2 separate regions of the Sus scrofa genome follow, and region 2 is linked to region 1. A link is a contact called in public HiChIP or PLAC-seq data. All regions are on one chromosome and are shown on one strand. The core of a region is the stretch at or near the end of the contact, and the rest is flanking DNA. Distances in the headings are between cores, read along the strand shown. Region 1 holds the start of LOC100155404. Region 2 holds the start of ANKRD34A (ankyrin repeat domain-containing protein 34A).

Region 1 (6,511 bases), core at 2,150-4,649:
CTTCATATAGATTTTAGTATACAGTGCTCACTTTATTTCTAGAAAGTGTATAATTTTTATTTTGATATCTTGTTTAACCATATGCTTTTCCCCAACACTATAAATCAAGGAGAGTACTTTTAGTTATTTCATTGTATTATGATTAGTGATTATATCTTACATGGTTTCAGCTTTTTCAACTCTTGTTGAGCTTTCACTTGCCGTCCCACAAATGGTCAGTTTTTATCAGCATTGCATGTGAATTTCAATATAATGTACTCTTTCTGTTTGGGATACAAGAAGGTGTAGGTATAACAGTTGCAATTAATCTTATTAACCATGTTCTTCAAATCCTCTACATCTTAAAACATGTTTTAGTCCACTTGATCTATTCCTGAGAAAGGTATGTCTGTTAGCATAATCACCACCTATGATAGTTGACTTATTAAAAAAAAACAAACAAACTTTGGGAGTTCCCACTATGGTGCAATGAAATCAGTGGCATCCCTGTTATCCCTGCAGCATCAGGGTGCAGGTTCTATCCCTGGCCTGGCACAGTGGGTTAAAGGACTGGCCGCAAAAAAAAAAAAAAAAAAAAAAAAAAAGGAGTTCCCATTGTGGCTCAGTGGTTAACGAATCCAACTAGGAACCATGAGGTTATGGGTTCGATCCCTGGCCTTTCTCAGTGGGTTAGGGATCCAGTGTTGCCGTGAGCTGTGGTGTAGGTTGCAGACTGTGGCTCTGGTGTAGGCTGGCGGCTACAGCTCCGATTAGACCCCTAGCCTGGGAACCTCCATATGCCGAGGGAGCGGCCCTAAAAAAGGCAAAAAGAAAAAAGAAAAAAAAAAAAAAAAAAAAGCAAGACCTGGCCACAGCTGTGGCTCTGATCTAATCTGATCTGATCCCTGGCCCAGGAATTCCATATGCCACTGGATGGCCAAAAAAGAAAAAAAAAAAAACTTTATGCACATTCACATGGGTGTATAAATGTGTGTGGATCTGTGTTAAGTGCAAAGAATTCTTGATCATTCCTTAATGGATTTCTGCTTTTTTGAATATGAAATATTTCTAGTGCTTTATACTCATCTTTTATACATGTACATTTTGTAGATACATATATTTATAAACATACTTTTCTAACAACTTCTAAAATAATAATATCTATATCCTCTTGAAATAACATAAATATTATTTGGCTTTTTGTATTTCTTAACATTCTGCCATCCTCTCCCTTACCCCCATGTCAATATCATCTGGAATTTGAAGAATGAAGAAGCCTAGGAAAACAAGGATATGCTCCCTTGCTGATAGTAATCCTATGGTTGATACCTATACAAGTTAATCAGTATGACTTTCTCCTACTCATTATTCTACATGTTGTAGTAGGGGTCTTAAGTAGACACGCCAAACTAGATGAAACATACATCTCCAGAGAGAAATTCAAGTTTAAGCCCCAACCCTAGGATTGGGAATTTATTATGAACACTGAACAACCTTTACCCAGGGTTATATTGATAGTGTCCAAACTCTGTTTCACACTCCCTCTGGCCGAAAGCGTTTTCCTTCAATGCACTTGAAAATGATAATCCCACTAACTAGAAATGAAGACCTACACAAAGCTCAAACATCATTGTCAGTAACAAAAACTAAAACTAATATCTTTAGGTATTTTCTCTTGCCCTGAATGTTGAAAACACCGATATCAAAAGAGTGACATGGATTTTCCTCTGCCGTCTGGTAATTTAAAATTATTGCCTGTGATCATATAAAATAACAAAAATAAACTGCTCCTTATTTCATTTCACAAAATTTCTTGGACTGAGCCCTTTCCCCATGGGCTCTGTGCTAATTCCACACAGTGTCAGAATTGCTTGATGTGGAAAACAAAATACTTGGTGGCCAGAAGTATTGAGGGTAGTAGAAATAACAAAAGTTTTCCTTTACCCTCTCAATGCTTCTGAGTTGGTAGGTGAGTATCCTTAAATACCCAGCAACTTACACTGTGAACCTTCTAAAATGATTTGTGGACCATGGTGGTTGCAACTTCACCTAGACCTTCACTTTGTATTGTGCTGTTCCCCATTCAGAGGGCAAAAGATTTTAAAAATCATTTTGTTAAATCCAACTCTTAGAGCTCTGCATCTCATAAATAACAGTCCCACTGCCCTCCCTCTCAAGACTCCTTCCCTCATCAATCCATTCATCCCATCAATATTTACTGAGTGCCTGCTCTATGCCAGAAACAACTCTAGATGATGCAGATAGAACAGTGAACAAAACAAAGTTCCTATCTTTATAGGACTTATTCTGAGAAGGTAGGAGGAGAATCAGACAATGTACTGGTCAGAGAGCAGTTTAAATTATTGTAATGTATTTTTAAAAACAGTGGCTCAGAGGTTCCCATTGTGGCTCAGCTGAAATAAACCTGACTAGTATCCATGAAGACATGGGTTCAATCCCTGGCCTCGATCAGTGGGTTAGGGATGCCGTGAGCTGAGCTGTAGTTAGGTTGCAGATTTGGTTCAGATCCCTTGCTACCTGGGTGTGGCATAGGCTGGCACTTGCAGCTCCATTCAACCCCTAGCCTGAACTTCCATATGCTGAGGGTGTGGCCCTAAAAAGACAAAAACCAACAAACAAAAAACAGTGGCTCAAACTTGATACAATTTCTTAATTTTTCATGTGACAGTCCAGGGCTAGTAGAGCAGTTGGGCCATCTTTATCACATGGCTTCTATTTCTGGGTCAAGAGTGGTTGCCATAGTTTCTGCCATTGCATCTGCACCCCAGCCAGAAGAGAGGGTAAAAGGGCAAGGGCAAAACATATATACTCCTTTTTAGGGCACAAACTAGTATGTTTCATTTCCGTTCATATCTCATTGGCTCAGAACTTTGTCTTATGGCCAAACTCAGATGCAAGAAAAATTGGTCAATTAGTCTTTAATGGAGAAGCCATGCACCCAGTAAGCAGGGAGTTAAAATAAGCAGGGAAGAATAGTTGTTATGCATAGCCATCTCTGATTCAGTAATAAACAAATAAGTACATTAGTATTCTGATGGTACATGGAAGACAATTTAGCAAGGTATGGAAATAAGGAGTACCAATAAATGGTGGGGGAGAGGGAGATGGGCTTTCTATCTTACATAAGTTGGTCAGAAAAGGCCTCACTGATAAGGGGACTAAGGGAATTTTTGACAGAGCCCAAGAACTGACGAAGTCAGTCATGTAAATATCTGGGGGAAGAGCCTTTCCAGGAGAGGAAGTAGCAAATACAAACACCCTGAGATAGGGGGCCTTGGTGTGTTCAAGGTAGAGCTGGGAGCCTAGTGTGATGAAATGGAACAAACAAAAGGGAGAGTAGTCAGTGAGGAGGTGGGTGTGGGCCACTGTAACTGTGGGACCTTTGCTCTGAAACCACATGGTGGTGGTGGTGGGGTTCAGCTCGGCAGGATGGTGTGAGAGTGACATTTACTCTACCTGGTTTGTGGAAAATAGAGTGAGGGGATGAGGGAAGAAACAAAGGGACCAGTCAGAAGGTCATTGCAAATATATGGGAGAGGTGGTGGCAGCTTGGAGCAGGGAGACAGCAAGCAGGTATTGAGTATGGTTGGATACAGGACATATTTTAAGCCAATACTATTTTCTGAAAAATTTTATGTGTGATGACTGAGAAGAGGCTTATACACATACCTTACTATAGTCAACCCCCACTCCCCCAAAGGAAATTAATTTCACAGGGAAAAGAAAATCAAATGTCTCAAGCTAGGGCCGTGGTGAACAAAGCTTCAGCAGGTTTGAGATGCAGTGAGCCAAAATCAATATGACTTAAATTGTGTTTGCAGGTGGGAAGGTAGGACAGCCAGAGCTTTCCAATATAATGACATAAAAAATAGTCTATGTGAAGAAAAATTAAAGAAACATATTAAAGTGAAATGAACATATTACAATCTGGATGAGAAGTACAGAAATAATGACCTTTAGTCACAAAATACAAAGGGAACAATGAAGAATTCCAGCTACCAAAATCAGATGATTAAAAAGTTAAAAGAAGGAGTTCTCTGATGGCCTAGCGGGTTGAGGCTCCTGCGTTCTCACCGCTGTGGCTCTGGTTGCTGCTGTGCGGCGTAGGTTCAATCCCTGGCCCAGGAATTCCCACATACTGCCTGTGTGGCAAAAAAGAAAAAAACAAAAACAAAAACGAGAGAACCTGAAATAAACGTTGCAACTCTCATTTAAAAAAAAAAAAAAAGTTAAAAGGTGTTACAGTGAAAATTGGGTAAAACTAAAACCTAAAAAACTCCCATAGGATATTCGATATATTGGTCACAAATAAAATTCCAGCTGAACTTCAGGACTTGGGAAGGAGGCACCTCTATAAGCCCATCACCTGGCACAGGGCCTGGCACATGTTAGTTCTCCTCACAGAGCTTTTCTAAATCTTCCAGCTGGATACAACCTATCACTGTCCTTAATTCACATAACATTTCCTTCCCCCTCTTTTGGAAATAATACATTTTGTCTTAAATTGTAGTTATCATTATACTGCTGTAATCCCCTCTTCTAGATGTGTTTGTCTTTTTATCCCTTCATTGCTTTGCTCAGCAAATATTTGGTAATATATGAAATGAAAGTACAGTGTGATTTGAGTTTTCAAGTTTGTTGATATGGAGCTTTCAGGTTGGCAAAGAGAAATTTCAAATGCATTAAAGGATAGTGAGAACATTTTAGCTAAGCTGGAAGCCTGGGGAAAATGAATAATTAAAGAAGGTCCCGTTTTTGGCCACATGGTAGAAGCCCTTTGGTTTCAGGATAAGGAATGGAAGTTTAATCCTTAAGTAAGGGGATAATTAATGATGGCTTTTGATTAGATAAGCCAATTGATAATGCTTTAACAACTTCAAAAGACCCTAAGAAACACAAGGTCCCTTGTCCTCAGAAGAAGAGACCACCCTGGCAGTCTCAGAGTGATTTTTCCTACCATAAATTGTGTTGTATGATTTCTTTTCTTTCAACTGAAAATTTTAGATTCTCATTTGACTCATTTTCCCCTTGCCTCTTGTCGTCTCCAGGGAAAGATGACTCACTGAGAATCTTAATTTCCCAGTGAAAGAAGAAAGCACATACAGCCCATGTTATGCAACTTTTAATTGGATGTAAATGTGAACTCCTACATTATAAATTAATAAAATTTGCTTTAAGCACAAAGTCATGTAAATGCCCCCCTCCCACTCAGGTTACCAAGAACGGCTTAGTTTCAAAACTTGACTGTCAAGTGAATTGGAAACTAAGATTTTCCCTTTTGCCTCAAAGGTATATCTTATTTGGTAAAATACCTAGCCTTGGTCAGGATTAGTCTTGAGTTATGCAAATTTTGAACAGAGAGGGCCTCGGAAATCCATCCCACATGTTTAATTATGCCCTTTTATGCATTATGCCCCCCCCCAATCTATTTTTAAAAAATACTCTGGAGAACACTAAAAACCACTTCCCAGCCTCCCACCTCCAACATGACCAGGGAACTTCAGGAGAGGTACCTAGAAGCATGTTTAGGAAGCACATAGGTGGTTCTTATAACCAGGAAACTTTGTTACAGAACCAAGACAAGCTTCATGATAGCCATGGCCCTGGTAATTTTCTTGTGGCGTGTAAACAATCACAGGACCTATGTGCTGCTTAGCTTTCACCAAGAGCAGTAACAGTGGCTGCCTAGGGCTGGGGAAAAGTTTAACCTAAGTGAGGATTAAATCCTCAAAGGAAAAAAAAAAAAAAATCTTGAAGGAAGGGAACTCTGAGCACTGGTCTCTCGACCTTTTTACAAGAGTCAACATTATGGACCAGATAATTCTTGGTTGTGGGGGCTGTCCTGTGCATTACAAGATGTTTAAAGTATCCCCAGCTAGATGCCAGTAGCACCCCTCCCCCTAAGTGGCAACAAAAATGTCTTCAGATATTACCAAATGTTCCATGGGGTGGAGGGGCAAAGTCTATCTGGCTGAGGGTCACTGGGCTAGAAGGAAGTTAGGGAAGGATGGCTATGTTGAGATTTACAGGTAGGCCAACTTGCATACTAAAGCATGTGGCTATATAGGAGAAAGTTTGAAAGGTGTGTATTGAAAACTGAGTAAAACCTTAGTAGCTGGGACTAGTTAATTGAGGACTCTGTGTGATAGGATAAAATAAATCCCAGCTTGTTTACTACTCAACAAAGGACTTGAGACATTTAGGGACAAAGGGATGAAGTGGTAAGAGGAAAGCCCGGCCAGCTCTCTACTTAAAGCTCCCACTGAGGACTAGATAGGGACCACCCTGGTGACTAATCATTTGTTACTAGCAAGGTGATGTCTGCCACTAGGTGGCACCTCGAGCCTCATAGGAAGATCCCAATTTTAAAAGCAAAGACCATCTTCACCTCCCTCTCAACTCCAAATCCCAAAAAATGCACATGCACTCGAGATCACTATCTGACCAACCTTCTAACCAAGTGCTTACAGCCACTTTCTCTGATAAGTTATGTGGCTCTGAAAAGAGCCTT
Region 2 (6,511 bases), core at 1,278-3,777, 160 kb before region 1:
TCATTCACATAGGCGCCCCCCTCCAGAAGCAAACGGGCCAATCGTAGCTTACCCTGACCCACGGCCCGAAGAAGAGCGTGGCCCTCGGTATGCAGCATAGCTGCCGCTGGGGCGAAAGCACCGATGGAGCCGGGACTGGGACCTGCCGAGGATAGCTAAGGGCGTGTGGGTGATGGCTGGCAGAGGCCTGAGGGCTCAGTGGCGAAGCCAATCCCTGCAAAAAAGAGAAAGATCTTATTGACTGATTCAGGCAGGGAAACTGAGGCACGGGTTGAAGGACCGGCATGGGGCGGGGGAGAGCTCCACGTCATGGCACACAGTCCTTCTAACTCATGCCTTTGAGCCACCCCCATCCCCCCAGCGCATGCCTGAGGAGGTGGGAAGGGTGCACCCGCATTGAAGGATGAGCGCGCGTGCAAATGCGTACGTGCACGCGCAGGGATATCCGCACCCCCACCCTCACCCCACGGCTTATCAGACCTTTCCAGCATCCCCCTTTTCTTATCCGCACTTGGAATCCCCCTTTCTAGGATGCTGAACGCCACCCACCCACACACATGCACCCATACATTCACACACACAGTCCCATTCCTAACCTCTTTTAGGTTGCCACAGCCCCATAAATTGAATGGGGGGAGGGAGGCAGCTTGCGTTTGGGACCTAAAACGGGTAGGGGGAGAAGTGGGGGGTTCTTTTGCCCCTGCTATGTTCCCCATCACTCCTTGCTCTTTCCCCTCCCAGGCAGTTCACCCAAATAGATACCTGTATGTCCGCAGAATCTCCACCGGGCCAAGACTGAGGCCAGGGCCACGGGGCAGCTGGGGTGGCGGAGCTTGGTTCCAGGGGTCCCACATGGCGTGGTGGTGGTGGGGGGTGGACCCGGATTCCCTTGGTGTCAGTATCTGCGCCCGGGCACAGAAGCCTGGTCCCTCCTCCCAGTGCGCCCCGGGCACAGCGCCGGCTCCGGAGGAGAGAAGCTGGGGGGGGGGGGGGGCGGAGCTCTGCCTCGCTATTTATATCCCAGTCTCTGCGGGTGGGGGCGTCGGGCACCAAACCGTTACCCCACCCAGGCACATATAAACCCTCAAAAGCTAGAGGCTCCAATCCTGACTTCCCCTGCTTAGACGACCTCCCCTCAGCCACAACAAACCTAAGTGTTCCTTGGGAGTCTCCTCCGCGACCTAGACTGGGGACCATCCCAATTCTTCGTTGAGCTTCAGCAGATCCCTATTCTCGGAGCTTGGTGTATTGATGTGCGCCTGTGCACCAGACCTGATCTGCCACACAAGGCACATGGCACACTGTGCAGAAAGGTAGAGAGAGGCGATGGGGGTCCACAGCCAGAGTCCTTACTGTGCTGAGAGAGGCAAGAGCTCTGGCTGCCTTCTCCTAGTTTAAATGTCAGGGGGAACTGGAGTCAGACACAGCGATAGATCTTCATTCCACCTCCCAAAAATGGAACATGGAGCACAGATAAACTTGGACCTCAGCTCCCTGTACAGACCTTAGATAAGTATGAGGAGGCTGGGTGTTTGGGGTCATTTTTAGATATGGCGAGGGGCATCCTCAGGTGCCTCCTCATATTCTTGGAGGGATTGGGGGAGAAGAGAAATAGAAAAGGGGCAGAGAAGAGTGAACCTTGTAACACATCCTCTCTCATTGCATCTCTTTACTCTCAGTCTTTCTTAGACTCATTATTTTTCCATCTTACTTGAAGGTCTCTGAGTCGCTTCTTAAAGTCTTCTTTCTCCCTGTCTGTAGCAGTCCTTTTCTCACACTGTCTGTCTCTGCCTTCTCCTCACCACCTGCCCTGTCTCCATGGTTACCACAGCTTCCATCTGCATATTTTAGGAATGAGTTTGTGTCCAGCTGGAAGGCATCAGGGGGAGTGGGGAGGGGTTGAAGAAAAAATCCTAAGGGTTTGATTAACTCACATGAAATAATTCAGAGGCTGGAGGCCACTAGATACAAGATACTGAAAACAATGTTCCTGGAGAAGGGGGAAAGAGAGATATTTGCAGGAAAGCTACCCATTTTTACTAGCTACCATTTATTGGACACCAGCTATGTGCCAAGTACTTTATATACATTACCTCCAAACCTCACGACAACACTATAAGGTAGGAATTAACTTCTTGCTATGGATGAAGAAACTGAAACAGCAAATTTAAGCAAATTCACCAAAGCCTCAGAGCTCTGTTTCGGGTCAATTCCAAAGACCAGGTGCTTGACAGTCCACCTACAGCTTTCCTACTCCACAGGCTTCTCTCCCAGGGCTATTTTCTCTGACATCTAGGTTATTATTCTTGACTAGATTCTATCTCTACTCTGAACTCTCTCTGTTTCTGGGGGTGGGTGTGTGTGTAAGTGGGGCTCCTCCTCCCACTGTGCCCCATTTTACCAGAGGAGCTGGAAGGCAGTGGGAAATGCAGGAAACACTAGGCACCTGCCCAGCTTCCTCAGCTCTGATTATCTGATTCCTAATCCTTTCCTCCCTAAACCCTCTTTGCATCTTCTCACAGACATGGCAGCAACTTAAAGAATTTTTTTTTTTTTTATAAAGAAAAGACGTATTCATTGGTGGTACTGGAGAGAAGCAGTGCAGGACTGAAGGGAAGGCTGGAGTAATGGAGGAGTGGCCAAATGTGAAGACAGAGTCACCGAAGGACTGATCCTAAGGAGCAGGTTTCATAGAAGTTCATTTCTGTGGAAGCTCCCTCAACAGAGTGCTTTGGTGAGATCCGAGTGTCGGGTTCCCTCTGTGCACTCCCGCTAGCCGAGGGGTTCTCCATCTGAAATAAGGTCTGAAATGACTGACCCCAAGGTGATTCTTCCAGCGCGTGGAGAACTCACCCAAGCCTGAGTTCCAGCTAACTCCCTCCCTCCTTCCCCTCCGAGGCTTCAAGTGGGCGGGCCTCCCTCCCCGGCTTCTCCTAGATTGGTCAGGAGAACCCACCAATGGGGAGCTCTGGGAGGCGGACCTAGAACGCCACCAGATTGAGGAAGACAAGCAAATTTCAAGTTGGCTGCGGCGTGGGCTCCGTGGGGAAGGGGCAGCAGGTAAGGCTTCGACTTGGTGGCTCTGACCTGGTTCGGTCTCACACCTCCCAAACGAGTTCACTAGGTCAAGCTGCTAGATAGATAGACAACGTTTTCCGGCAGCCTGTTGGATCAGCCCCCTTCTAGTTCCCTACCCTTTTCCTCTGGGCTCCCATTACTAGGTTGATTGTATACCAGAGAACCATAGTTTTCTTTTGCGCAAAGGGGAGGTATATTAAAGCAGAAAGTGAAAGACTTGCTCTGGCGCCTCTCTTTGCCCTGGTATCAGGCTTTCCCTGAGTCTATGAATATTATTCCCCTAAGAGCCTGACAAACTCCTGTTATCTGTCAAGACTCTGATGAAATATTACTTCCTACCTGTAGCTTTCCTGGACTACCTTTTTTTTGTAGAATTAATTGTTCCCCAGTCTGACGACAGCATTTTATGCACACTTCTACTGGAGTACTTGTGCCCTCTTCGTTTTTAGCATTTTTGTTCTTCTTAGAATCTAAGGTTTCGGAGTTTGAGTCATGGCTTCGCAGTTATGAACCCAACTAGTATCCATGAGGAGGTGGGTACGATCCATGGCTTTGCTCAGTGGGTTAAGGATCAGGCGTTGCTGTGAGCTGTGGTGTAGGTTGCAGATGAGGCTTGTATTCCACAGTGTTGCTGTAGCTTTGGCAATAGGCCGGCAGCTGCAGCTCTGATTCAACCCCTAACCTGGGAACTTCCATATGCTGCAAGTGCAGCCCTAAAAAGCAAAAAAAAAAAAAAAAAAAAAAAAAAGAATATAAGTTTTTGTAGGGCAGGTTCTATACTTAATCCACAGTGCCAAATAAAACTTAATTGGATGGAACTGATTGGGGAGGAAGCATTTAAAGCCCTGAGATGATTAGGGAACAATTAATAAAAGACAATAAAATACAATACAGTATATAATTATGACCTCTTAAATTAGTGGTTCATAATAATAGCTCCCACAGTCCTGAGAAGGGAGAAAACCAAGAGGACTGGGACTGTGAGGGGAGGCTGTAGGAATCTCAAGGTCTAAAGCCTGGAACAGCCCTTAGAAATCACATTTTCTTTCATTTATTGAGCATCTAATATATGTTAGACACGATACTAGACAATGGGGATCTTAGTGAATCCTCTGCAGTAGCCATTCATCCTTCCTCTGATAAACCATATTTAGTAAATTGTTATTCAGCTTTGATTTATCTACCAAAAGAACTTCTGATCTCACTTTTTTTGGTTTTGTTTTTTTTTTTACCTATTTCTTGGGCCGCTCTCGCCGCATATGGAGGTTCCCAGGCTAGGGGTTGAATCGGAGCTGCAGCCACCGGCCTACGGCCTAGGCCAGAGCCACAGCAATGCGGGATCCGAGCCGGGTCTGCAACCTACACCAGAGCTCACGGCAACGCCGTATCGTTAACCCACTGAGCAAGGGCAGGGACCGAACCCGCAACCTCATGGTTTCTAGTCGGATTCGTTAACCACTGCGCCACGACGGGAACTCCTGATCTCACCTTGTAGTTGGTTCCATTTCTTTGGATATTTGTTCTTCAATCAATATCCAACAAGTAAAACATGAAATAGGAGTTCCCTGGTGGGTTAAGGATCCAACATTGTCACTGCTGTGGTGTGGGTTATTGTCGTGGTGCAGGTTGGATCTCTGGAACGGGAACTTCCACTTGCAGCAAGTGCAGCTGAAAGAAAGGAAAGAAAGAAAGGAAGGAAGGAAGGAAGGAAGGAAAGGAAGGAAGAAAGAAAGAAAGATACGGCTGGAGGCAATGCACTCTGCATTTCCATTACAAAGGAGGGAGGAGTTCCCATTGAGGCTCAGCAGAAACAAGCCAACTAGTATCCATGAGGATGTGGGTTCAATTGGGCATTGCTGTGAGCTGTGGTTTACATTGCAGACCTGGCTCCAATCTGCCTGGCTGTGGCATAGGCCAGCAGCTGCAGCTCTGATTCAGCCCCTAGCCTGGGAACTTCTTTATGATGCGAGTGTGGCCATTAAAAAAAAAAAAGAGGGAAAGCTGTCTTGGTGGTAACTTTTTTTTTTTTTTTTTTGCGTGTGTCTACACCAGTTTCCTGGGTCATGGACTGAACTCATGCCACTCAAACCACAGCAGTGACAACTGATGGATCCTTAACCCACTGAGCCACAGGGGACCTCTATTAGCCATTCAATTTTTTTTGTTGGACCATTTATGTTATTTCAGAATTTGGGCTACCACGTATAGCTCTTTGATGAACATACCTTTACTTATATCTCTAACTATGTATCTGATGATTTCTTTAGATTTTTAAAGTGGGATTACTGGACTAAGTATATGAACTTTTTAAAATGCTATAGATTCAAATGGCCAAATTCCTCCCCCAAAAGTTTGTGTTTATAGTCCTTCCGGTGAGATACGAGTGTCCATCTCAAAAACAAAACAAAACAGAACCTCATGCCAGCCTGATTATTTTTTAAATCTTTGTCTATTTGGTAGGTAAAGAGTGGTTTTATCGGCCATTCTTTTGTTTTGCCTATTCATGTTCTTTGCACATTTATTCTATTGGGATAATTTTTTTCATTTGGATTTCCATGAGTTCTAATGTAATAAGAGTGTTAAGTCCTTGCCTTGTTTATTGCAAATGTAGCAAACTCTAAATATTAGGATGCTCCATGCCTCAGTCCCTGGAGCTCTTCTTTTCTCTGTTCACATCCACTCCTTTAGGGAATCTCACCCAGTCTCATGGTTTGCAACATTTGTATACTGACAACTCTACTAGAATATAAGATCCATTTAAAAAAGAAAAATAAACTTCATTGAGGAAGTCCCCCTGTGGTGCAACAGGATCAGTGACATCTGTGCAGCACTGGGATGCAAGTTCAGTTCCTGCCTGGCACAGTGGTTGGCTTTGCCACAGCTCATTGTAGGTTGCAGCTGTGGCTCGGATCTGATCCCTGGCTTGAGTATGCTTTGAATTAGGGGGAAACAAAAACAAAAACAAAAAACCAACTCCATGGATACAGTAGTTTTTTGGTCCATTTTGCTCACTGCTACATCCCTAGCACTTGGAACAGTACCTGCACTCAGTAAGAACTCAGTAAATATTTGTTGAATGAATTTAGATGGCTTTATTATTATTGTTATTCTCATCTTACAGATGAGAAAACAGATTTAGGGTTATTAAATAAAATCCGTGTTCTTAAGCACTATGTATACTGCCTTTCTTAACTTGGATGTAATTGTTTTTCTGTATGTTTTGTTGAAACCTGCTTTTTTTTTGTCTTTTTTTTTTTTTTTTTTTTGTCTTTTTGCCATTTCTTGGGCTGCTCCTACGGCATATGGAGGTTCCCAGGCTAGGTGTCCAATCGGAGCTGTAGCCGCCAGCCTATGCCACAGCCACAGCAACGTGGGATCCGAGCTGCGTCTGCAACCTACACCACAACTAACAGCAACGCCGGATCCTCAACCC

The links. HiChIP or PLAC-seq counts read pairs in DNA pulled down with a chosen protein or histone mark.
Region 2: a contact with region 1 is called in an H3K27ac HiChIP or PLAC-seq map of alveolar macrophages. The contact joins the promoter of ANKRD34A here to the promoter of LOC100155404 in region 1. A contact is called at or near these places in 1 of 5 promoter capture datasets (liver), 14 of 47 Hi-C or Micro-C datasets (alveolar macrophages, blood, brain and 11 more) and 2 of 2 datasets of contacts at active chromatin or transcription factors (alveolar macrophages and skeletal muscle).

What each region holds. Positions count from the first base shown.
Region 1 is chr4:99,218,296-99,224,806 of Sscrofa11.1, reverse strand. LOC100155404 reads right to left here and starts at 3,399. Exons shown (of 5, transcript XM_021090822.1): 1 at 3,123-3,399. The coding sequence starts at 3,399. LOC110255273 (histone H2B type 2-F) reads right to left here. Exons shown (of 1, transcript XM_021089927.1): 1 at 5,107-6,511.
Region 2 is chr4:99,373,571-99,380,081 of Sscrofa11.1, reverse strand. It overlaps ANKRD34A (ankyrin repeat domain-containing protein 34A), which reads right to left and starts at 2,527. Exons shown (of 4, transcript XM_021089938.1): 1 at 1,151-2,527; 2 at 763-977; 3 at 597-660; 4 at 1-214. The coding sequence starts at 98. POLR3GL (DNA-directed RNA polymerase III subunit RPC7-like) reads left to right here. Exons shown (of 10, transcript XR_002343450.1): 2 at 2,564-2,734.